Regions from separate parts of the Hordeum vulgare genome. Here region 2 is linked to region 1. Evidence: chromatin contacts called from public Hi-C data. All regions are on one chromosome and are shown on one strand. The core of a region is the stretch at or near the end of the contact, and the rest is flanking DNA. Distances in the headings are between cores, read along the strand shown.

Region 1 (4,801 bases), core at 933-3,432:
AACACTTCGAAGGTATATTTCTAATATAAAAAATATAGTTTTTTCATTCTCTAAATGTGATCCATCACCATACCTCATGTTGTTGCAACTTTACGTATTCACACGATGCAAGTCAGTCAATATCTAGTTCGCCAATAGAGAGGAAAGTTGCTAAAGTTTACACACACGCCATGGTTGCGAAGTTCAGCGACCTGGTATATATGAGTGTGTCTTACCTTGTCCAGGAAATCACAGCTGATGGCACATACATAACTATTCACATTGATTGTGATACGAGGGAGAACTGGAGCAAGTTGGAGTTTCCGGTTCATGTAAATAAACTTGAAGAGAAATACAGTTGTATTTGTAGGTTATTTGAACACATGGGCATATTATGCCCGCACATAAGCAAGGTATGAACAATCATTTTTATGCTAGTCTTTTTTTTTCAAAAGAAATTAGACGAAACTTATATGATTTATTTTTGTTTTAGGTTATGATGCATATTGGCTGCCGGACTCTTTGAGACAAATACATCAAGAAAAGACGGACTTATAATGCCTGAGAAGGAAATAAAGGCACTTCGACATGGCTGTAGCTGCTTCGAGGACTCACCGTCATACCCTATTATTCGAGGCTTGCGTGGACATATCATCTAAAGGTGATGCATCACTTGTTGCATACCATGTTGTAATGAGGAAAATTACTGAAGCTTTACAGGAGATCTGTTTGATGTCAACCTAAGAAGATGTTAAGGGTATACCTCAAGCCCACACAGGCTATACGCATTTATTTGAGGAATCAGATGATGAGTGTGCTAATGAAATTGAAGATGAGAACATCTTGGAAGCTGAACTGCATGACGATGTGCTTCCACCTAATCCACGCAAGAAGCGAGGACGTTCGAGGGCAACAAGAATGAAATTTGCTGCTGAAGATAGGGTACGTACAAAACGGACATGTTCTTTCTTTCATGAGAAAAGACACTACAGAACCGGGTGTCCCAAAAGCACAAAGCGTTTGACAAGTTTCAATATTAATAAAGTATGTCCTCAAACATATGATTTGGTATCGTATGATCACGAGAAATCTCTTTCCTAGCGGGTCATACCCAATAACAATCTAACGACATCTAAGGACCTACATGTCCAAAATGACCAACCATGTGAACTTTCAGCACGATTGAAAAAAATACACCACCTATTTAGACTAAACATCTTTACTTTTTTTATATCCTATTTGTTCTCTAAACCTTAGATAATTTTGATATTAAATTTAGCACAAAGATTAACTAACACTCTCCATCCCATAATGTAAGACGTTTTAACACTATTTTGTTGTATTTGACAACATTAAAAACACCATTATATGTTTAAACCTAAATTTGAATTCCTCCATTATATTATTCGGTTTATGACTTTACAAATACACAAGTGTTATGGTCATATTATATTTTGCAATTGAAGTAATACCACTATATGATTTTAGTTTGGGAGTTTTTAACTAGATTGTGTAAACCAAACAAAATTATAAAAAAGGTGAAAAAATCACATTCATCTACCGACTGATTAGTGCCTCTTAGATTTATTGTAGCATATTATATGTGTTTGTATCAATTTTAGTAGTTGTAAATATCTTGACAAAGGTTCTTCCTTTCTAGAATGTACATGCGTACCAAATATCCTAGGAATAGTTTACTTATTATGATTGTGTACATTGGTTGTAGAAAATAAGAAAATTACAGTGCTTTGTGGTTAAAGCCCCTCACACTCAACATAATCAAATGGCATTGTTTACTTATTCTTTTCTTATCAAATCATCTCTTGTCTCCTTTGCGATTTACAGTTGGTAAATAAATTTGCTAACTCTTTGCTCCGTTCAAGGTAATTGACACTAGTTCATGTAAACCAATCAAGGGCTGCATCTTTTGTAATGGTGCTTGAACCGGGCCAGTTTCTTGCTGTCCGCACTGGATCGGGGTGGAGATAATTGGTTGATCCGCCAACATCTTGGAGAGGGGCCCACTTCCACATGTCGTTAAGCTTTTCTTCACGTGATCTCAATCGGCATTTCTTTTGAAGGAGATTTTGGGTTTGCTTCCCATGATGAGAAAGAAACCCCATTATTGCCATCCACAGATCGCTCTCAGATGGAAGTTTCACTTATCTTGGGCAATCGGATGAGTTCTCATTACACCATATGCTTCCCCCCTTGCTTGGATTTTTGGCACAAAAGTTAGATGCCTACAGGTGCAGTGTGGACGTGCTAGTAGGAGTACTCTGAAAGCACAAAAATTGAGCAGTCCCAACTTTCATCTGACGGAGTCTACACGTTCTCTAGTTCCTCGAGCGCTAATTATGTTTTTCTTGTCCTTAATTTTCTGTCAGAATGAATTGTGGTTAATCTTTTTTCGTTGGAGAGCGACTCTGCTCGTTCGCTGCTAGGCGCTTCGTGTTCCGTGCGTGATCTGAAGCTCAGAATCGTTTCTGCCGTGTGCAGTAGGTTCAGACACCATTTAACAACACGACTTATTGCCTTTAGGACCAAATTCAGACCCGACGTTTCACTATGGTAGATGCGCCTTGTGTCAATGTTGTCAAAGACTCATGATCATGCACATGCTTTCCCTCTTATTATCTGTGTATCTCCAAACTATATAAGCACAAAATTGAGCAGGTCCCAACTCCCAGCTGACGGAGTCTTACTGGAGCACAATAGAATAATGATTTTTTTTTTGTCCTTAGTCTTCTTTACGGAAAAAGGAATAATTCTTATATTATTTTAGGAAGGGGGCATCAAATGCAAAAGGCTGAAGCCCAGCCGGGACAAGAGGCGACACCTGTTGTGGTCATTTTACAAAAACATCCCTCGCTTTTTCTGTATTCAAACCATAGTCCGGCTTTGTTGCATTTTTTAGAAAACTCCCTGATGTTTCAGGTAATCAACCCGCAGTCCGGATTTAAGTCAGAAAACAAATCGTTTTTTTGCATTTTTTCGAAAACCCCTTGATGTTTCAGGTAATCAACCCGCCCTCCGTACTTTAACAAAAAATACCCTAACTTTTTAGTTAATCAATCCACATTTATCTAAAACAAAATTATCCATATCTTTTAAATCGTAACTCCGATTTTAACATGTTATATATGAAATTTGATTAAAAATGTGTAGAATCTAAATACGATGTTACTTTTAGCTGTTGAATACTTCTTAAATATTATTTTCGGTGCAAACTTAATTTGTAGTGCACTGTCCTTTTTTTCTCTCTTTCCGGCGACGATACGAATTGCAATAAACATCCATTAAATTAAAACCAAATTAAGAGGAAAGAAAACATTGTTAACAACACATGCACACCTTTGGAAAACCTCGTGGGGGGAAACAACATATTTCTCATCTTATTCCGAGTGACTGTATATTCAAACGCGTTTTCATTGTATGAGCACTAAAGCCATCGTCGGCAACACAAATGTGATGCCATGTGAAAATATATTGCGTTCAGAGCGTGTGTAATTTTCTCTTCCGTTGCAATGCACGGGCTCTTTTGCTAGTAAGAACAAAAATGGCTACTGGATCATCATCAAGGGCAGAAAAGAGAGCATAGAAAGGTAGCTGATGATTAAAATGTCTAGTGTCTTCGAAATGCATACATGGCTGAGAAAAATCAGTGGAGGAATTCTCTTTAACTTAAAGAGGAAAGAAACTGGACTAGTCTTTCTCGTTCACAATGAAGAGTTCTCAGCTTTGAGGTTTACACGACCTCCGGAAGACCGGTATAACTGAAGGCAAGGAAAAAACAGGACAGCGGCCGCAAACTCAGATTGTGGCAGCATTTTTGATACTTGCGATAGTTATCCGGGGCATCGTGAAGAAAGGGATGTGGCTGAGAAAATAGGTATTGCGTTCATGCTGTATTTCCTAATTAAGAGATAAGCATTGCATAGGATGCCAATGCCTTGGAAGATGAAAGTTGAGAGATGCATGAATCTCTGAATCAGATTTGCCCACCATGTCCAGCTAGCTCAGCTGCACAGGCCTCCCTGGGCTGGCAGTGGCAGGAAATCCTCCTCCTCCTAACGATTACAGGTCCTTGTCAGTCGTGTGGCATGAAGAACCCAGCCGGCGCATGGCAATCATTCGGCTCGAAGCCACGCGACGCGAGCCTGGCGAATCCAGACCATTGGAAAGCGATTCTTCTCACCATCTGGACTGAACAAGTCTCAGCCTTGTTCAGTATTGTTTCTCCCGTTTGCAGTAGCTTCAGACACGGTTTAACAGCACGAGTTGTTGCCTCGTGGATCAAATTCAGACCCCGACGTTTCGGTATGGTAGATGCACGGCCCTATGCCAGACTTGTAAAAGATTCATGATCCTGCACATGCTTTTCCTCCGAGCCTACCAACGTTTCACAGTCCCTGTTATTTGTGTACCTGGACAGGTAAATTGGCTGCTCTGGTTTGCAGAAGAAACAGAGGTGCTCTCGCAATCCCAAGGCGGTATTCGACAAGTATCTGCGACGAGCAACACTGTTCAGAAAGACTGGTTTGTGTACCTCTGCTCTCGCAAACACCCAGTACAGCCTTTTACTCGAAGAGGATAAATCATTTATCATTGGGACTCAAGAAAGACTGACTACGAAGATTTGAGGGTCTAAAACTCGAGTTACAGGGTAACATTCGAGTTCTTATATCGATGTGTTAGAAAGTACTCCCTCCATTCCTAAATATAAGTCTTTTAGGCCTCGTTTGGTTAAGGAGGATTGGAGAGGTTTTGAGATGGAGGGATTTCAGGGGATTGGGTGAATCCCTTTGTTCCACCCAATCCT
Region 2 (4,801 bases), core at 850-3,349, 150 kb before region 1:
GCTTACCGATCATAGCGAGAGCCTTATTTTCGTGGGTAGACGAACATAATCGCCATAAACTTCAATGACCTAGAACTCATCTGTGAGATATAATTTAATCACATTCGTATGAAAAACAAAAACAGACACAACCACATCAGCATTCTAAAATATCACATTTAATGGTTATAAAAAATGAATGAGACATAATTTAAACTCAGTTATTACTAGATGAGTTTTAGTAAAACGGAATAATAATTGATGATCCATATGTTGCGGCTAGTAGTACTAGTTTTCGGCGATCCAAAATTAAACGAGCGTATTGGCCAGAATACTACTGTTACAGTTTACAGTATTGCTACTAGTACATCACTAGCGCGATCGAACTAGCTCAGGAGAGTACATGGATTACTAGTCCCCTACGGTACTCTGTACATGCATCAATGGTACAAGTACAAGGCGGCCGGCCCGTGCTGCGCGCCGACGTACGGATCAGAAGGACGGCACGACGCCGTAACCGAAGTCGAGCAAGTAGGATGTGGAAGACGGCACGGCATGCGCCTCCGCGTCCAGGTCGTCGCCGTCGCCGTCGGCGTCCTGGTCGGCGCGCTTGGCGAAGCGGCCCTTGACGCGCGGCCTGGACTCGGCGTAGGCCTTCCTGGACGCGTACCGGATGGTCTTCTCGAACCGGCGGTTCTTCCTCTTCTCCCGGTACCGCATCAGCCTCGCCACCCTGCCCTCCCCGGTCACCGCCACCGGCCGCTCCGGCACCGTCAGGTACCCCATGTCCACCGCCGACGCCTGCTGCATGCCCACGCCGTGGCTCGGCGGCGCCGGGGTGTACGCGGGCATGTACGCCTGCGGCTTGGGCCGGGTGAAGTCCAGCTCGAAGCTCCCCGCGCCGCCGTGGATGGCCTCCGGCACCACGCCGACCTCCGATGATGAGCCCTGAAAAATTATATATAGCCGTCTCGATCGATCAGCAAGCAAGAAGGCGATCGGTTCGCGGCAAGGCGAAGGCGAGGCGACTAACGCTGTGCGCGCCGGAGCCGTTGGCCGTGTATGAGGAGCTGTAGGACGGCGGCGGCTTGGCGCCGATCCCGCACGCGAAGTCCAGGTCGACGACGGCGGGTACCGCGGCGGTGGCGACGCCGTTGGGCACGACGCTGTCGGCGTGGGCGAAGCGGGTAAAGTCGACGGCGAGGTAAGGGTCGACGAGGTCGGAGAAGAGGTAGTCCATCTTCCCGCCCTCCTTGCCGGCCTCCACGTTGAGGTTCAGCATGCCCCCGTGTCCGTGGTGGTGCAACTGGTCGTGCACCTCGTCGGGATCCGCCCTGGCGTCCCCGTCGCCGGCGCCGCAGAGCATCATGGCCTCGGCGGCCACCGCGGCGGCCTCGGGGGAGCCGATGGGCGCGATGGGCACGCGCACGTGGCGCTCGGCGAGGGGGTTGGCGTGGTGGATGTCGGCGTCGCAGGCCGCGCAGAGCACGGCGGCGTCGGCCTTGCAGGTGACGGCGGCGGGGCTGACCTCGCAGACCTCGCACACCCAGACGCGCTCGTGGCCCGCCCGCGCGTGCGCCGGGCGCGCGTCGCACCCCGTGCACAGGTACCCCGCGCAGTCCCGGCAGTGCACCGCCGCCGGCGCCGCCCCCTCGCACCCCCCGCACCGCCTTCCCCCCACGCCCCAGTACTTGCGCAGCTCCATCATAACTAACTACCTAATAGCCCTAAGCTGAGCGTACCCGGTCGATCCTCTTAGCTCCGGCAGGCAATGGCGGGTGGAAGAGTGGAGTGGTTGATCTGAGGTGGGGGAGGGGGGCGACTAGATGTAATAGTGGGTGGGGGAGGGGGGGGGGGGGGGGGCACGTGGTGGGTTGGGAGCCAAGCGATGGGTTGATGCCGATATGATACAGTGCGGATTTTGGCGGGGATTTGGTGCATGTGAAAGACGGGGAGACATCGCCGTCGGCGGGCTGGCTGAGTGCTGGGTGCATGCTGGGTTGGCTTGGCTTGGCTTTTCGGGGGAGCCAACCGATACCGGCGTACCAATCCGGCAATCCCGTCTTATCATCGTCCTCCTGTCCGTGCTCACGGTGCCATCGCCGGGGAGGCAAACGGCGAGACCCGGGCGTCCGGGACGCGGGGCTGGCTGATTTTGCTGCGTCGGGGATGGTAACGTTGGACGTACTATGAATCTGGTGGTGTCCGTGCCGACGTACGTCTACGCGGTATATGCTCCCGTACGTGGTACGAGTGCCGATTCCTTCCCGTGGGCCGGCGCGGCACATGCATGCATGATTGCATGCACCATCGTGTTCGTATCCCTGCGAAATTTCCTTTGACCTCCACCCATCCGTATCATGGTACCCAATGCTTTTCTACAAAGCATTGCCCCTTTTTCCGGGGAAAGGAAAATCCATGGCGCCCCACAATCAAAAACCAGTACAAATGCGTTGCGAAAGCCAAGCGGCTAAAAGTTTGACAGGACCCTGAAAAGGACGGTTTTGTGCCACGTAACACGTACCCTGTATCGTACTAGTTTTCGTTTTGCGAAAATGACTAGTTCTTCTATTACAATAGTTCATTAGAAGTACAAAACGCTTCAAACATGTAGAAATTACATCAAGGTTTCTGTATCACCGAATTACCACTATTGCCGTCAGAACGAGCCACGCTGCATAATCGGATCCTATATCAGAATCAACTTCAGTTCTGTGGCTCAACGATCATGGGTTCTTACTAGATACTACAATTATTTGGCAGAAAATGAGGTCTTAGTTAGTATTCTTTTAAAAGGAATACCGATTACAACTAGACTACAGATGTCCATCACTACACGATGCACACACACAATCTCATAATACCCATATAAGACAACGGTCATGAAGTTTGAATATGTAAAAATAATATTTTGTTCTAAGAGATACATTACATGCTCGCACAAAATAATAATAAATTACATGAGTTATTTTTTCCTCATTTTTTTTGGACAAAGGAAGTGTTCTGAACACCTGATGCTGACAACTTACAACAGGACCCAAAAAAAGGGAAATGACAAATTGTACTTTTATTCTTACTAAGAGAACCCCAAAGAGCTAACACATATCACAATTGAGTCCGTAGCTACTCCCACATGAACCTTGTATCGTCGCCGCGAGTGACGACACGACTCGGGTGTGGCAAACCTCGATGACCCTATGCCATAGACTCCATGCAGGAGGCGCACTCCCTCCCTGGCATCTTAGCCGTGAGGAAGAAGAAAGGCCACCACTTAGCCAACATACTCGATGACACGTCGCAGACAATAAGCGGTCGATCACAGTAGCGTGTGTCAAAGCCTCTCCATAGCAACCATTGATGAACAACTCATTACCAATTTGTAACTACATCTCTCTGCTGCTCATATACTTCACCACCACAATAACCTTTCATGAAGAGGGTGAATCAGAGGGCCTCCTCCAGATTAGGGAACCAGGCGATACACAACACTAGATCAAGGCAGGTTCCTCCACCTCCTCCTCAGTCCCCCCTACCCTTGCCCAACATCCATGGAGGCAAGAAAGGATTGGGGATTCAAGCAGGAGTCCTAAAGTAAGTATACGAAAAAACAAATTATTTTATTACACGGTAGAGCAGACTAGTCTGTCTCCTACAACAAGTTGTGTCCCGACTCCCATGAGGGAGGGATGATGACGGTAACATGCCTTCGACTCACTCTTGTGCTTGTACTCTTCGGTAAGTGGGCTACCAACCCGGATGTAATTTTGTTGCTTATGGTGTCTTTGTGCTACCATGACAGATGATGAGTAGTAGTTACGTGTGTTCCCACAAAAAAAAGTTACATGTGCATTTGTCTTTGTTAACTATTGACACTCAGAACGATAGTTCTATTTCACCCAAAAACACTTGCTTTCAGGCTTTGTTTCGGCTGCACGTTTGAACTACCCACTAGGTCCTACAAAAACAAATAACTATCACCAGCTAGCTAGGCCCTCCATATGCGCCCATGTTTCCAATACCCAAAATAGCTTGTTCCTCAAAAGTTTTGTGTCAAAGGAAAGCATCTCCCGAACCGTTTGGATCCTAGATTACTCATTATAGTACTATTACCCTGACATAGCTTATTGTCTCAAGTCAAAATATATCATAAATAAGGGCGGCAACGAGATCTTCAGTGCTCATCACGAAAGGCTCTCTGAAAGAAACCCCTCTTGCTGGTCCTCGGGTTCACCCAATAATTCCCAAAAGCTGGAAAGAGACAAGGATGGGCTTTATGATCCTGACGCCGTCAGCTGCACCGTTAGGGGATTAGCCACCTCCATCAGCTTGGTTAATTAGCCGGTGATCGCATGCGTATCAACGTCTCGCCAGCTCTATCGGCCACCTAAAAGTTGTGGCGTTGCTGGCGAGCAATGCCCAAAATGCCCTCCCGTAGCCCGAGCCTATCCGAACTGTAGAAAGGAACCGTTGGAAAATGGCTTGGTACCTGTTGTGAGAAACGTTTTTTCTTTTCTTTTGGATTGCATCGTACACACGCTTTCAGAAAATGGGTTGCATTGCACACACGTTGCTCATATACCTTATCACCAATTGCTCAAATTTGTTTTTGTTTTGTTTTACATCACGACAAACATCCTCCATCCTTACAAACCATGCCAAAGACACACACAGAGACGGAGCCATGATTTGAGCATGTTTCAAGAATTTTCTCTTCACATATATACCATGAGGCTCACGCGCTCAGCTAACTGCCATGGTATGGACTATGGAACATGAGCCAGACATGCCACAATTGCTTCATCAACATGAACCGATGAACCAC

What was found. Hi-C and Micro-C count contacts between places; a contact is called where the count stands out from the background.
Region 2: a contact with region 1 is called in a Hi-C map of seedling, with 2.1 times the contacts expected there. The contact joins the promoter of LOC123412911 here to the enhancer-like site in region 1. A contact is called at or near these places in 2 of 6 Hi-C or Micro-C datasets (seedling and an unstated tissue).

What each region holds. Positions count from the first base shown.
Region 1 is chr7H:605,801,127-605,805,927 of MorexV3_pseudomolecules_assembly, reverse strand. No RefSeq gene overlaps it. Among protein-coding and RNA genes, the nearest start is that of LOC123409853, 45 kb to the left of the region's middle. Within about 2 kb of position 2,182, at least 2 of the 3 cell types and tissues checked have open chromatin away from gene starts, as enhancers often do.
Region 2 is chr7H:605,952,186-605,956,986 of MorexV3_pseudomolecules_assembly, reverse strand. It overlaps LOC123412911 (zinc finger protein CONSTANS-LIKE 5-like), which reads right to left and starts at 2,099. Exons shown (of 2, transcript XM_045105871.1): 1 at 1,013-2,099; 2 at 216-927. The coding sequence starts at 1,687. The coding sequence ends at 472.